Linked DNA regions of Mus musculus: region 1 is linked to region 2. A link is a contact called in public HiChIP or PLAC-seq data. All regions are on one chromosome and are shown on one strand. Each heading gives the region's core, a stretch centred on a gene start, on an enhancer-like site or on the middle of the called end of the contact. The rest is flanking DNA. Distances are from core to core; before and after follow the strand shown.

What was found. HiChIP or PLAC-seq counts read pairs in DNA pulled down with a chosen protein or histone mark.
Region 1: a CTCF HiChIP or PLAC-seq map of the NIH/3T3 cell line shows a contact between it and region 2, with 10 read pairs. The contact joins two enhancer-like sites. A contact is called at or near these places in 1 of 39 promoter capture datasets (stem cell-derived epiblast-like cells), 2 of 15 datasets of contacts at CTCF or cohesin (both in the NIH/3T3 cell line), 2 of 484 Hi-C or Micro-C datasets (embryonic fibroblasts and nephron progenitors) and 1 of 115 datasets of contacts at active chromatin or transcription factors (neural progenitor cells).

The regions. Positions count from the first base shown.
Region 1 is chr11:56,368,444-56,375,615 of GRCm38.p6, reverse strand. No RefSeq gene overlaps it. Among named protein-coding and RNA genes, the nearest start is that of Gm32500, 54 kb to the left of the region's middle. Within about 2 kb of position 1,870, at least 28 of the 459 cell types and tissues checked have an H3K27ac peak or open chromatin away from gene starts, as enhancers often do. A contact at or near this core is called in the NIH/3T3 cell line and embryonic fibroblasts, where this site is marked.
Region 2 is chr11:56,266,630-56,273,210 of GRCm38.p6, reverse strand. It overlaps the pseudogene Gm12240. Among named protein-coding and RNA genes, the nearest start is that of Gm46260, 150 kb to the right of the region's middle. Within about 2 kb of position 2,835, at least 18 of the 459 cell types and tissues checked have an H3K27ac peak or open chromatin away from gene starts, as enhancers often do. A contact at or near this core is called in the NIH/3T3 cell line and embryonic fibroblasts, where this site is marked.

The sequences.
Region 1 (7,172 bases), core at 621-3,120, 100 kb before region 2:
AGTTTGAGTTTGGAGTTTGTGGCCACCCCAAGCTATAGTGTAAAATTATGTCTCTAAAACAAAAATAAATCAACAGCAACAAAGGGAAATAGGGACAGAATATCTGATGTGAAGAAATATCCATAAACATTCTACAGCAGGGTTTTCGTGTAACCTTGGTCTCCTGAATCAGAGCCTTGCATTCTCTGAGGACGGAATGAAGTCCAATGCTAGCCATGATATGTAAAGCATGCCAAGAGAATGTACCTAACCCTCTCCAAGAATTTATGAGCGGTTGTACATCTGTCCCCAGATGATGTGAGCTCAGAAGTTTATAGGGAATGGAATTTGTACAGAAGCGGAAACCAAATAAAGAAGAAATAAACAAATTACCCCACCCAGACCTGGGTTTGGTGACATTGGTGTGTCCTTAACACAGTTACCCTCAAAACCAAGATCCTCTAGGACTAATCAGCCACACAAGACCATGAAATTCCTCTTTAAATATAAGCTACTTAGAATGCAGAGTTCCTGTCATTTGTGATCAAAATAATCCTAAGAGGTGTATGATTTCCCAAAGCAGATGAAATTTAAGTAGATTTTAAAGACAGGTCTGTGGAAAGAGAAGCCAACTAGGCATGGAGAATAACCGATCCAACACATACTGGTTGGACCAGCATTGTTCATTTGTAGAGCTGCAGAGGGATGCTTGTTGTAGGCTGGTAAAGAGAAGACTGTTCAGCAGCATCAGCCTTCTGTTTTCTGAAAGCTAGTATCCCATATTCATGTCTGCTGACTTCACTATGACCACTTCACTGGAGCAAGAGTTAAAGTATGCCCCAGTGAATTGATGGAAAAGGAACAAAGCAAACAGGAAATGCTTTCACAGACAAATGAAAAATTCTGAGAGTAGCAAAGAAACAAAGCCAAACCTGCTGACTCCCCACACTGCATTAAAAGAACGGAGGGACGAGACTGATGTTAAAGGCTGTCCACTGGCTGACTCACTAATATTAGTGTCGTAAAACACGCACATTAAAAGTCTTCTGTGGGCAGATAAAATTTCATGAGTCATTCAGTGTTTACTCTGTGAGGGGTAATGAATCCAGCATCGAGTATGATAATCTTGATGTCAGCTCCCTCATGTGGCCAGGGGTCCTGGCAAGATGCTGAGGCTTCACGGGGCCAACACACTTCATGGGTGTCATAGCTAGAGATAGTTCACCTCATTTCTCTGATGCTGTTCCTCCTTCTACAATACTACCACTTCTACTCTGTATTCATCCTCATCATACCAGCCTTCAGGTCCTCTAAGGAATGCCACTTTCTCTGTAAAGCCTTCCCTTTCTCCCCAAGAAAGTCAAGTCTTGCTAGAGATTCACCTAGAAGATTACAGCCCCATTCTTTGAATAAACCTATTTGCAGTTCTTCTATTAGTGGAATGATAGATTGGCATATAGTGATCTTCTCCTTGGATCTTAAGCTCTGCAAAGGTAGAAACTGATCTCACCTGCTTGCTCCTTTATGTAACTCTCTCATGCATGCTGTCAGAACAGCGGAGCTCAAACAGGCCCTGGGTGTTCTCTAACTCAACCAGTTAAGCTAGATTAACTCCCTTGCAAACTGCCTGTCTGTAACTCTCTGTCTCTTTTCTAATCCATCTCTTCATCTTGTTATTTTTTTCCCCTAGCATTGGAAAATTACTGGCAATGTGAACATAATTGTGGAGAAATAGAAAGAATGACGCTTCTTCTCTGAAAGGGACAGAGATGATGGATTTACGAAAGATAAGCAAGCAAAATAATTTCAAAGGATGATTCATGCTGTGCAGAAAACTAGGTTATTGGGCTGGACACATGGAAGTAATGTTTCATCAGCTTAAAGTGGTTACCATGCAAACACAAGAACCTGATTTCGGTATCCAGAGTACACACGAATAAGCCTGGTGAGGTACAGGCTTGGAATCCCTGTGCTGGGTAGCTGGGGAGGGGTAGGAATCCCCAGGGGTCTCCCACCAGAGAGCCTAGTATTGTGCTATTTCTGTAAAAGTGAAAGCTTGTGTCTCAAAAACAAGGTGAAGCATTTCAAAGCCTCCTGTTCTCTGCACATTGACCAGTTGTAGGTTTCTGTTTACTTCCATCTATTTCAACAAGAAGCTCCTCTGAAAGGGTTGAGTTATGTACTAATGTATAATACAGTGATAAGTTACTAGGAGTAATTTTAATCTTTTGTCCATTTAGCAGAATGTTTTCTCCTAGATCCCATGACTTACCTAATAGTAGGTTTTGGACTTGCTGACAATGTCATGGCTGGGTTTTATCTCATGGAACAGTCCTTAAATTAAATCAGAGAGTGTTTTGGGGTTTTTTTGTATTTTTTTTACCCCTGTACCATTTAAACTTTTATTGCATCATGCCAGGCAAATTGTTATTGCCACTAGCAGTGTTCATAGTTAGGTGAGATGAAAGTTTATTTTTCTTCTTCAGTAGTGGGCACAACATTCTAAAACCATGAACACTGGCCAGCAGGGTTGACTCTTCCAGTTGACTGCTATCTAGAGTTCTCCATATCATAGAAGTCATGTATGTGGTGTCTTCAGCAATAGCATCTTGCCCACAATTTCTGGAGTTAATTGAGAGCATTGGCAATAGTCTGTACTGTTTAGAGGATCTATGGGACCCCACTGACCAACAATTCAAAAGGATGTAGCCCTTTCCTGTACTAGTGATTTTATTGATAGAATACGGTGTCTATTTGGAGTATTGTCACTCCATTTTAGAGTAATTCCATTTAAACTCTTCTTATCCATGTGGATGTGAATATTTTAGAAAGCTTCTACAGTTGTGGGTTTCAATATGGTCTTTTCCAAGTGCCTTTGTTACATATATGCAAAGCATCTAGCTCTGTCCTATGCATGTTCTCTGATTGGCAGTTCAGACTCTATGAGCCCCTATGGGCTCAGATTAGTTAATTCTGTAGGTTTTCTTGTAGTGTCCTTGGTAGGTTTTTCTAGCTCTTCTTAATGTTTGGCTGTTGGTCTCTGCAACAGTTTCCATCACTGCTTTGCCTAGCCTCAGTAGAAAAAGATGTGCCTAGTCTTATTGCAACTTGATATGCCAAGGTTGGTCTATATCCATGGAAGCCCCACTCCCTTTTTTGAGGAGGAGAAGAGGAGTGGGTGAAGTCAAGACAAGGGGAGAGGGAGGGACTGGGAGGAGGAGGGAGGGGAAGCTGTGATTGGGATGCAAAATAAATAAGAAACTTAATAAAAAAAATCAGGAAAAAGGTGCCTCTGTTATTTATTCCTCACCATTTTCCATCTTTACATTCCCTCCCATCCTTCACCACCTTTAATCTTAACTATTCCCTTCTTCCCTCTCTTCCTTTACAACACTCTACATCCCCTTCCTATATCCCCTTCCTAGCAGATATCTCCCTCTCCCATAGCATGGTGCATTTTAGATAGAATATCTTTATTTTTTTCTTTGACAAATGTATACTTGTTTACACGTGTCTTAATTCTCCCCCTTCTCCCTTTTTCCCTAGCATCCCCAACACATTCTGTGCCCCTTTCATGCACCCACCCTTTTCATTTATAATCTACATGGTCCAGTTGGCACTAAATCTCTGGTGTGTTAACTGATGTTGTTGGCATGATCTTCTATAGAAGGTAACCACAAATTCAGTGAGTTTAGGACTGCAATAGCCACACCATGACAGAAGACAGCATGACACAGCACTCCTTTCTGTTCCATGACCCTTACTTTGTTCCCTCCCCACTTCCATGTTGTTCCCTGAGCTTTAAGGAAAGACCAATAAAGACAACTCATTTAGTGTTGATCTGCCAACAGTCACTATGCTCAGGACTTTGACCAGTTATGACTCTTTTCACTAACTGCTGACCACTGCAGAGGGAAGATTCCTTAACTACAGTTAAAAGCAGAAATAACATACGGGTATATCACAATTATATAGAAGACAGCTTGTAACATGTCTATTTAGTAAGAAGACTACAATAGTAGCTTCATGGCTAGGGTACAGTCAATTTTGCATTGAATTATGTTTTTAAGTAGTTAAATTATATCTTTTTTGTCCTTTCATTGTCTTTTGTCTTTTTTCCTCCTTGTTTCTTTATCCCACTATTTCCTTCTCTTTCTTTTTTTTCCTGTCTCTTCTCTCTGTCTTTCTTTGTCTTTACAAGCCTAATTATTCCATCATCCTTTGCTAAGATGTTTCTGATTTCTACCAGATTGTTTTGCAGTGTTCCCAGACTTTTTATTTTTATTTTTTTGCATTTTTCTGTGTTCTTTATTCCCCTATTTGTCTGTAAGTCTACACCTTCCTGGACTCTATACAGTCTTGATTACCAAGGCTAAATATTTAGCCTTTAAATCCAAACAAACAGACTTTTGTCCCATATTTATTTTCAAGTATGTTACTTCTACATCCTTTGCATTTCCGTTTACAGTATATATTAAAAATGCCTATTCTATAGAGAACCTTGCTGGAATTCTGACAGTAATTATATCCAACCCACACAATAATTGAGAGGAAAATGTGGTTTGTTACTATATCAGGTCCTCTAATGCATGAGCAATTTATGCTTTAATTTCGTTCAATGACAGTCTGGATTTCAGCATCCAAGTCATGTATGTTTCATCAGATGCATATGTATCTCATTGGTAATGACTTACTCTAAATTGTTATGTTTTTGATTTTGTGTCCACTTTCTCATTCCTTATATATAGGCAATGAATCGGCTTTTCTGTATATATCTTATATGCTATACCTTATTTTTTTAGAACTGGTTTTAGATATAGTTTTATTTCCTATTTTCTAACAGCTTTATTCTTTGTCTTGAATGGTTTGTGGTACTGCATTGATGGAGTGGTAAGAGCAAGAGAGTAAGCAGCCCTGCCTTGGTCTTGAGTGTGGAGAAGAAGTGTTTAATCTTTGATTAGTCACTTGGGTTTTCTTTTCTTTGTTTGGTAGAGATTCTTTTGACCTTTCAATATGTAATGTGTGTGTGTGTGTGTGTGTGTGTGTGTGTGTGTGTGTGTGTGTGTGTGTGTGTATGTGTGTGTGTGGTATGTGGCATGGAGAATATGAGAGGACAAACTTGGGTGTAAGTCCTCACTCTCACCTAGTTTGAGACAGACTCTGTCTTTTCCCATGCATATAGCAGTCTAGCTGGCCATGGCCCTCCAGAAATTCTCCTGCCTCTGCCTTCATCTTCCTCTAGGAGTGACTACAGATGTGTGCCACTATTCCCAGCCTTATGTAGGTCTGAGGATTTGAACTCAGATCCTCAAGCTTGTGTGGTAAGTACTTTATTACGCACTGAACCATCTCTCCATCCCTATTTTTTGGATATTCTTTTGGAATCTCTGTCTGACATTCCTGAATATTTTGTAGTGTGTTACATTGGCAAGTCTTTCATCTAAGTAATAGAGTCCATTGGTGATGATGTATAATTCTTTTCATAAATTGCTTAATTCTTCGGCTAATTCTGTTACTAGCTTTTACAGGTCTATTCATGAAAGATGCTGGTTTACAGCTTTATTTCTTTGTACTGCCTTAGATTTGCTATCAAAGGGATAATAAACTCACAAGGAATTATAAAATATCCCTTTCTATTCATTACTATGAAGAAATCATGTAAAACTGAAGGTAGATCTTTGTAACACTTCATAAATTTTTTTAGCAAAATCATCTGGGCTTTGATATTCCTTTATGACAAGTTTTAAAGCTATGAATTCAGTTTGCTTTTAAAAATTTTTTATTAGGTATTTTCTTCATTTGCATTTCAAATGCTATTCCAAAAATCCCCTATACCCTTCCCCCGCCCTGTTCCCCTACTCACTCACTCCCACTTCTACAGGGGAATGCCCTGGCATTCCCCTGTATTGGGGCATATAAAGTTTGCTAGACCAAGGGGCCTCTCTTCCCAGTGATGGCCGACTAGACCATCTTCTGCTACATATGCAGCTAGAGACACGAGCTCTGGGGGTACTGATTAGTTCATATTGTTGTTCCACCTATAGGGCTGCAAACCCCTTCAGCTCTTGGGTACTTTCTCTAGCTCCTACTTTGGGGGCCCTGTGTTCCATCCTATAGATGACTGTGAGCACCCACCCGGTGGTCCATCCCATAATCAGCCACCAAATGCAGACACTATTGCATATGCCAGCAAGATTTTGCTGAATTCAGTTTTCTTAACTGTTGTCAGGTAGAGGCTCTTCAATGTGTGTTGGCATAGCTTGAAGGAGTTTGACCCTGTGATCAAACCTGTCATATTTATATCTAGAGAGAAGTTGACAACACCCTCTTTTTATTTCATGTCATATGCAATGGTGCTCCTGCATCATTCTTATTATTGGTAAGGATTGGGTTTTTTTTTTTCATTTTTGTCAATCACTAGTAATTTGCTAGTTTAATCCAATGACAGATACATGCATTTATGTGTATGTGATTGGTATTGCTATGTATCTCTGGCTGCCATCAAACACCCCTTGTCACAACCTGCAAAAGATCAGGTTTGCTTTGACTTCATTTTTTTTTAAAAATAGGTTTCTGAATTAGGCTAAGATAGTCAGTAGCAACCTTTCATCGAGGTGCATGATGGGAACTGAACCCAGGGTCATGTGCATACAAGAGAATTTCTAATGTCTAAGCCCAACTTTGCCTTAATTTATTTTAGATAGGCATCTGCTAAGTTGTCCAGTGTGGTATCAAGCTCACAGTGTTCTGCCTGGACACTTGAGTACCTGAGTTCTCAGGCCTGTACCAATATGCTAAGCTAAGAGCATCCCTCTTTTCTAACATATTTAAAATATCCATTTCACTCTCACTCAGTGTGCTAGTTAAGAAATGTCCTCAGCTCTTCACTTAAACTTGTGCATTAGGCACAGATGCACTGAATAGCACACTCAGTGTATTTGAAGATGTTACTGTTGTCTTTCTGATACTGACTTCCAGTTTTATTCCATTGTGGACAGAGAAATAAATTAATGGTTTCAATTTTTGTTTGTTTTCACCAAGACTCTGATTATGTGCATGTTAGATCATTTGTTACTGTAATGCAAATTTTATTAGCAAATTGCCATTGGGTTGTTTTGTGCTTATTGAGGTTAGACTCTGAGACGAAGACGGAGGGAGGGGGCTATTTCAGACTCAGCTTATTTATTAAGAGT
Region 2 (6,581 bases), core at 1,586-4,085:
TGATTAAATGTCACCAAATGCTTAAATGATTGTTCCACAGAACTTTTAGAAGTGATCTTGGTTTATCACCCTAAATTGTAACAAAGGAGTGTCACAATGCCCCCTGTTGGGATGGGATCTTTTCAGAGGAAGTTCCACCACTCACAGTCTGTAGCCTCTTCATTCTCTGTGGTGTCAGCCTCTGGTTACTAGGGGCCGAGCAGTGAGTGGCCGCCCCCATCTGCTAATGACACAGCTCAGGTAATCTAGTATTTCTCTCCATTTTTCTTAACTAGTGCAGGAACATTCAGATCACAGGGTGTGATGATGTCAGTCTTCATTGTCAACTTGACTAATGTCTGTGAGGGTTTCTCCAGAAAAGTTTAACTGAGCAGGGGGTTGTGGGGAGGCAACGGATTTTTAAAAATGTGAGTGGTATCATCCTGTGGAACAGGATCTTGGACTAAATACAAAGAAGTGAACTGTGCCTCTCTCTCGTGCTTCTCTTGAGCATCTCTCTCCCTCTCTCTGTTTCTTTCTGTGTCTCACTCGGTCTCTCTTACTCTCTCCTGCTTCTGCTTCCTGAACCTGCACATGATGCAAGCACTTGCCTCAGGCTCCCGCTGCCATGCCTTCCCTGCCATGATTGTGCACTCAATTTCGAACCACAATAACCTACTCTGTGCTTGGCTTGGCCTTAGGGTTTTGGTCACAGAGTGAGAAAATAGCATTCATGGTGCTTTGAGAGTAGTGAATCATGATAAAGATTCCAAGCAGTTGGTCAGACACACAGATGTCACTATCCAACAGAGGCACTGACTCCCCTGTCCCTTCACCACATTGGACATGGCTTCTGGCTCTGTTCTACTTCATCTGTAAAAGTACAGTTACCGTGTAACTCATGGCTTATTGAGAATTAGGAGGGCTCACAAACATTCTCAGACTAAGATGATCGAAAAAGGCTAAAGGTTTGAAGGGATCTGGTGGTATGAGCCTATAATCTAAGCTATTATTCGGGAGGCTAGACAAAAGGATGGTAAGCTCAAGACCAAAACTGGCAACTTAGAAGCACACTATTTCAAAGGAAAGAAAAAAGTAAAAAGAGGGCTAGGAATTCAGGTCAGCAATAGAACACTGAACACTGGCCTCATATGCACAAAGCTCTGTGTATTAGTCAGGGTCCTCTAGAAGAACAGAATCAATACAATAACTGTATATGCTCATATACATATTATATTTCATATAATTATATTAATATAATAATATATTATGTACATGGAGTTTATTCCATATTACATAGATAGATATAGATAGATGTAGATATGGGATTAAAGTATGCGCAAAGATCTGTGTATTCGTCAGGATACCCTAGAGGAACAGAATTGATAGAATGGCTATATATGTTCATATATATATATATATATATATATATATATATATATATATATACATATATATATATATGTTCATATATATATATATATACAGATATAGATATGTATAAATACGGGCTTAATTAGCATGGCCTACAGTTTAACAATGGCTCTTTACCAACAAAAGGTCCAAGAATCCGGTAGTTGTTCAGTCCAAGAGGCTGGATGCCTCAGCTGGTCTTCAGTATACACTAGAATTCTGAAGAAGTAGCCCCTAAAGCCAGTGAAGGAGTGGACTCAGTAGTGAGAGTGAGAGCAAGCAGGTAAAAAGCAAACAATTCCATCCTCCATCTCCTTTATACAAACTATCACTGGAAGGCGTAGCCCAAATTTATGATGAATTTTCCTACCTCAGAAGATCAAGATTAAAAATCAGTCTTCCTACTTCCAATGATTTCATTAAGAAAAATCCCTCATGGGTGAACCCAGACACTTAGGTTTTAGTTCATACAGATATAGTCAAACTGACAATAAAATATAACCATCACAATCTGGCTTCAACCACTCACTGAGGAAAGAGGGAGGAGGAGCAGGAGGAAGAGGGAGAAATAAGGAAGAGGAGGAAGAACAAAAGAAGGAGAAGATATCTATAGATACCACCTTCCTGCCATGGTTTAACTTCACAGGGTATGGTTGAAAATATCCCCATTCTGCTCCCAAGACTCCAGATAAAGCAGAGGCACTGGCTAGCAGGACGTGTGCTAAGTCCACTGAGTCACCACATTTTATCTCTGGAAGTGGGGTCTTTGCCAAATATTAGAGATTTCTTGAAAAGAATGAATTCCTGAGCTGCTCTGATGTGCCAGGCGCCATCTTGTACATATCACCTAAACACATTTGACACCACAAACCTGTGTGTATGGTGCTGGGTGTGGTGGATACACCAGGCAATGTGAAGCCACTGTCACTGGACTCAAAAGAAAGGCATTGTAAATCTTACCTTGCACTCTAATCCCTGGGTTGACCATTCCTCAGCCTGTTCACAGAGGTCATTTCCACTCAGATTCTCAAGGTTATTGTTCCAGCAATAGCATGCTATTGTTAAATACTGCCAAACTTCCTCAACTGGGTGTTTAACTCTCAGGATATGAACACCATGTTTTCCATGTTAGAAAGCAAATAAAAACAGTAACAGAAAAACACCTTATTTTGCTTTCTCTAACTACTACTGTATCTCTCGGCTCCTTTTAACAGTGTAGCTCCTGAATAGACTTTCTAAAATATCTCCTCCCTTCTCTGTGGTTGTAGAGTTGCTTCCTGTGAGTTGGTACATTCCTTTCTTGAGTGATGAATGGGGAAGTTTATGGAATATGTATAAGGTTGGTCTTTCTCTGTAGAAAGGTTATCCCTGGCTGTATGGAGACTCCTTTGTGGCGTTGCCTGCAAGTTAGGCAGGGGGTGGCAGGGCTACAGCTTTCAAGCTGTCACACTGGAGTGGAATTTCCTGTAGTGCAACAGCGTGAGGTGAGTGAGGCATTCCTGCTCCTGTAAGTAATCACTCATCCACTTTCCTCAAAGCAACTCTAATGAGTTCATTGCTTCACCAAGGCAGAGTTGGATGGAGTCATATTTTGCTCAGTCATTGGTGCTTTATCTGTGGCAAACTAAGGTTTGTTAATACAGGCCTGGTCCTCTCTTTAGCCCACTTGAGACATCCTAAGCCCAGGCTTGGTAACAGAGTGTTCCCTTTGAAGGCCACTATTACTCAATCCAGACTGGGAAACATCCTGTTCTGTCCTTTCTCATGTGACCTGACCTCTCAAGAGCTTGATGCAGTCGATCAGATCCTCCTGACAGGTTTACTCACTGGACTTCAGGACCCAACACTCTCCTAGTTCCTTTGCTCTCTGTACCCTCTGCTGTTGCTGCTCTGTCCTCATTAATGCTTGTGTAAGGTAAGCCCCAGTCTTACCCCGTCCTTTTGTTTCTGTACTCATAACCCTGCACATCTCAGCTACTTTGTTCTGTGAATAGCTCCTCTACACTGACATCCTTTCCTTTCTGGTAACCATACCCAGTTAAAATGTTAGCATGCTACCTGCTCTCCTGTGCTTGTTTCTCCCTCTCCTCCCTCTCCCTCTCCCTCTCCCTCTCCCTCTCCCTCTCCCTCTCCCTCTCCCTCTCCCTCTCCCTCTCCCTCTCCCTCTCCCTCTCCCTCTCCCTCTCCCTCTCCCTCTCCTCCCTCTCCCTGTCCCTCTCCCTCTTCTTCTCCCTTTCCCTGTCTCCCTCTCCCCCCTCTCTCCCTCTCCTCCCTTTCCCTCTCCATCTCCTTCTCTCTCCCTCTCTTTCCCTCTCTCTCCCTCTCTCCCTTTCTACCCCTCTCTCCCTCTCTCTCCCTCTCTCCTCCCTCTCTTCTCCCTCTCTCACTCCCTCCCCCCTCTCTCCCTCTCCTTCTCACACTGTCCCTCTCCCTCTTACACTGTCCCTCTCCCTCTGTCCCTCCCTCCCATGCACACCACACGCACGCGCACACACACACACACACAAACACAAACACCCCTTCCTTTTTTCCCTATGTCCTTCACACTAATGGTGTCAGGGCAGATCTCCTGTGCGGCTCACTGTGTTTTCAATATGCTGTGAACAGGAGTCCAGAGCAAGAGATTAAAGACATTCTAGCCCAGAAAAGGGAATTCTGATTCACTGCTGTTGGGAATTTAAATTACTTGTATTATGAACACTAGGTTTAAGCACTACAGCACAGGAGAAATCACATGGCTGGCTCGGTAAATCTGATCAAGAAGATTGGGAGCACCCAGGCCCCATGGGTGAACCTGATACTATTATTTTTCCTAAATGGACATAGTATCAAACTGCTCTCTATGTTTGCATCTCTCTACCTGTAGATTGGCAGGCACAGCACTGTGACCTCATCAGGGAAGTTTCTTTGTGCAGTGGATGGAGGTTAATGCAGAAACTCGCTGCTGGTCAAAGTTCAGGGAATAAGTGTTTGTAGAGTGCTCAGTTACAAAAGGGACATCCATGTCACACTTCCTCCCTTCAAGGCTGAGGGAGCTTCATAGAAATGAGATCAGAAGGGCTGCAAAAAACAGAGGTCAGAGGTCAGGAGTGATGCAAAGAAACAATGTCTTCTGGTCATGATAAGACTTCTGAACTCACGAACTCACTGTAGTTGTGCTTGCCTGCAAAAAAATCCAGTCCACATGGCAACAGGGACTAGGGAGGGCTTCTCCTAGCTGAGAAGCTGCAATCCATTCATTAATGGCTTCTAGGAGAGAGAGAGTCTGTTTTCTTTAAGGATGTGGCCTCTCATAGTTCAACCATGATCCAGTGGATGGTCCTACCCCCATGAGTGTATGGGCAGCCAAAAGGGAGTCAGAGACTTATTAGAAAAAAAGAGGGCATTAAGTTGGGGGGGGGGGTGGAGGTTGGGAGAAATTAAGAACAGGAGTGAGGTTTTAATATAATCAAAATATACTATATTCATGTCTGAAGTTTGCAAAAATTAATAAAACATCATGCAAATGAAAAATGACTAGCGTTGTGAAAGAAAAATGAATGATATGGAGATTTCTCAAATAAATAAAGTAACAAAAGAAATGAAGAGCCATAAAGTCCCAATTGTCCTACCTTCAGGACATCCCAAAGGGGATGAATCAATACATCAAAGAGACACCTGCATCCCTATGTTTATGTAAGAAAGAGAAATGAATACTGTATATTCGCACTACTATGTAAAAAATAAAAATGTCTTTGTCCTAGTGTAGAAAGTGAGGCTGAGGAAGTGGTAAGGGTGGGGGATCCATAGCAAGCACTAAACTCCAATAGTCAGCAGGAGTGAGTTCGAAGGTCCCATGGCGTGATGGAAGTGTGAGTGACTGCAGCTGACAGGTGTGCCTTGTGTGATTCATAGGCAACTAAAAGGGTTGAATACTTCTTAACACAAAGTAATAACTCCCCAAGCAGAGGGAAAGGCCAGTCACCTCCAAATTCATCATGTCATGCTGAATATATACACTGAAGCATCACACGCTATGTCATAAGTACAGGTAAGCCTTGTGAGTCAGTTCAAATGATGAGAGAAAGGAGGGAGGAGAGAAAGACAGACAGAAAAACCTAAAATAGTGCCCAAACTTAGAAAATGGGAGGGAGCCCAAGATGTCTATGGAGGTTTTGTCTTTTCCTGCCTAATGTAATGCTAAATGTGGGCCCCAAAGACCTAGAGTCTACATGTAGCCCCTGGAATCCTGCTCCAAGTTAATTCTGATTGGTGAATAAAGATGCCAGATGTCGACAGCCAATAGCTGGGCAGAAGAGACATAGGTGGGGTTGTGGTGTTGTGGACTTGGGGGAGACATAGAAGCATGAGGAGGGAAGGAGAGAATGAAGCCACCATGGAATAGAAGAAGAATGAGCAGGAGGAGAAAGGAGAGCTGTCATGGGCTAAAGGCCAAGAGAACAGGGCCCAGAGAGCTGCCCAATTGGAGCTGAGGGCAGCCCAGATGGAACTTCGTAAATAGTAAGTGATAATTTGAGGTTATCGATAGGAAAGTAGATTCTAACAACATGGAGGGTAGGCAGCTGCCCAGCTATTTTGACACCTAAGGCATATTAAAAATATAAAGGCTGTGTGTATGTTTCATCCAGGAACATAAATGGTCTAAATCAGGGAAGCAAACCCCGCACAGAGATTTTTAATATTTTCTATTACAAATGTCGGCTAAAAGGAAGGCTTTGAGCAAAGAACTGTGCCAACCCAGACTCACCTGCTCAGTGTTACATCGCAGACAAGCTATTCAACCTCTTCTCTACAAATGCAAGTGTGCAGGATAGAAAGATCAGAGCATCCAGCCTTTACTGCCCATGCCATGGGCACGCCATGGGCACGCCATGGGCACACCAGCACAAGGACAGCCCTACCATCTTTGGATTGTAAGATTATATTGATTTGATGGCATTTGTGCACACGGCTGTAATCTTGTTGTTTCTTTCCTTTCGAAAAAGAAATGAAATCTTCCACTTATCAGCTGTTTTAAAATCAGAATAGGCTCCATTTGCTCAGCTAGATAAGGGTGAAAATAAATGTCACTTTCAATGGGTAAGACGGGTGCTATAGTACAATAGCAAACTGGGTTGAGATGGTCAAATGGCACAAAACTCAAGCAAGATGAAAAGAATAAATTCAAGATGTCAACTGTACACTATGAT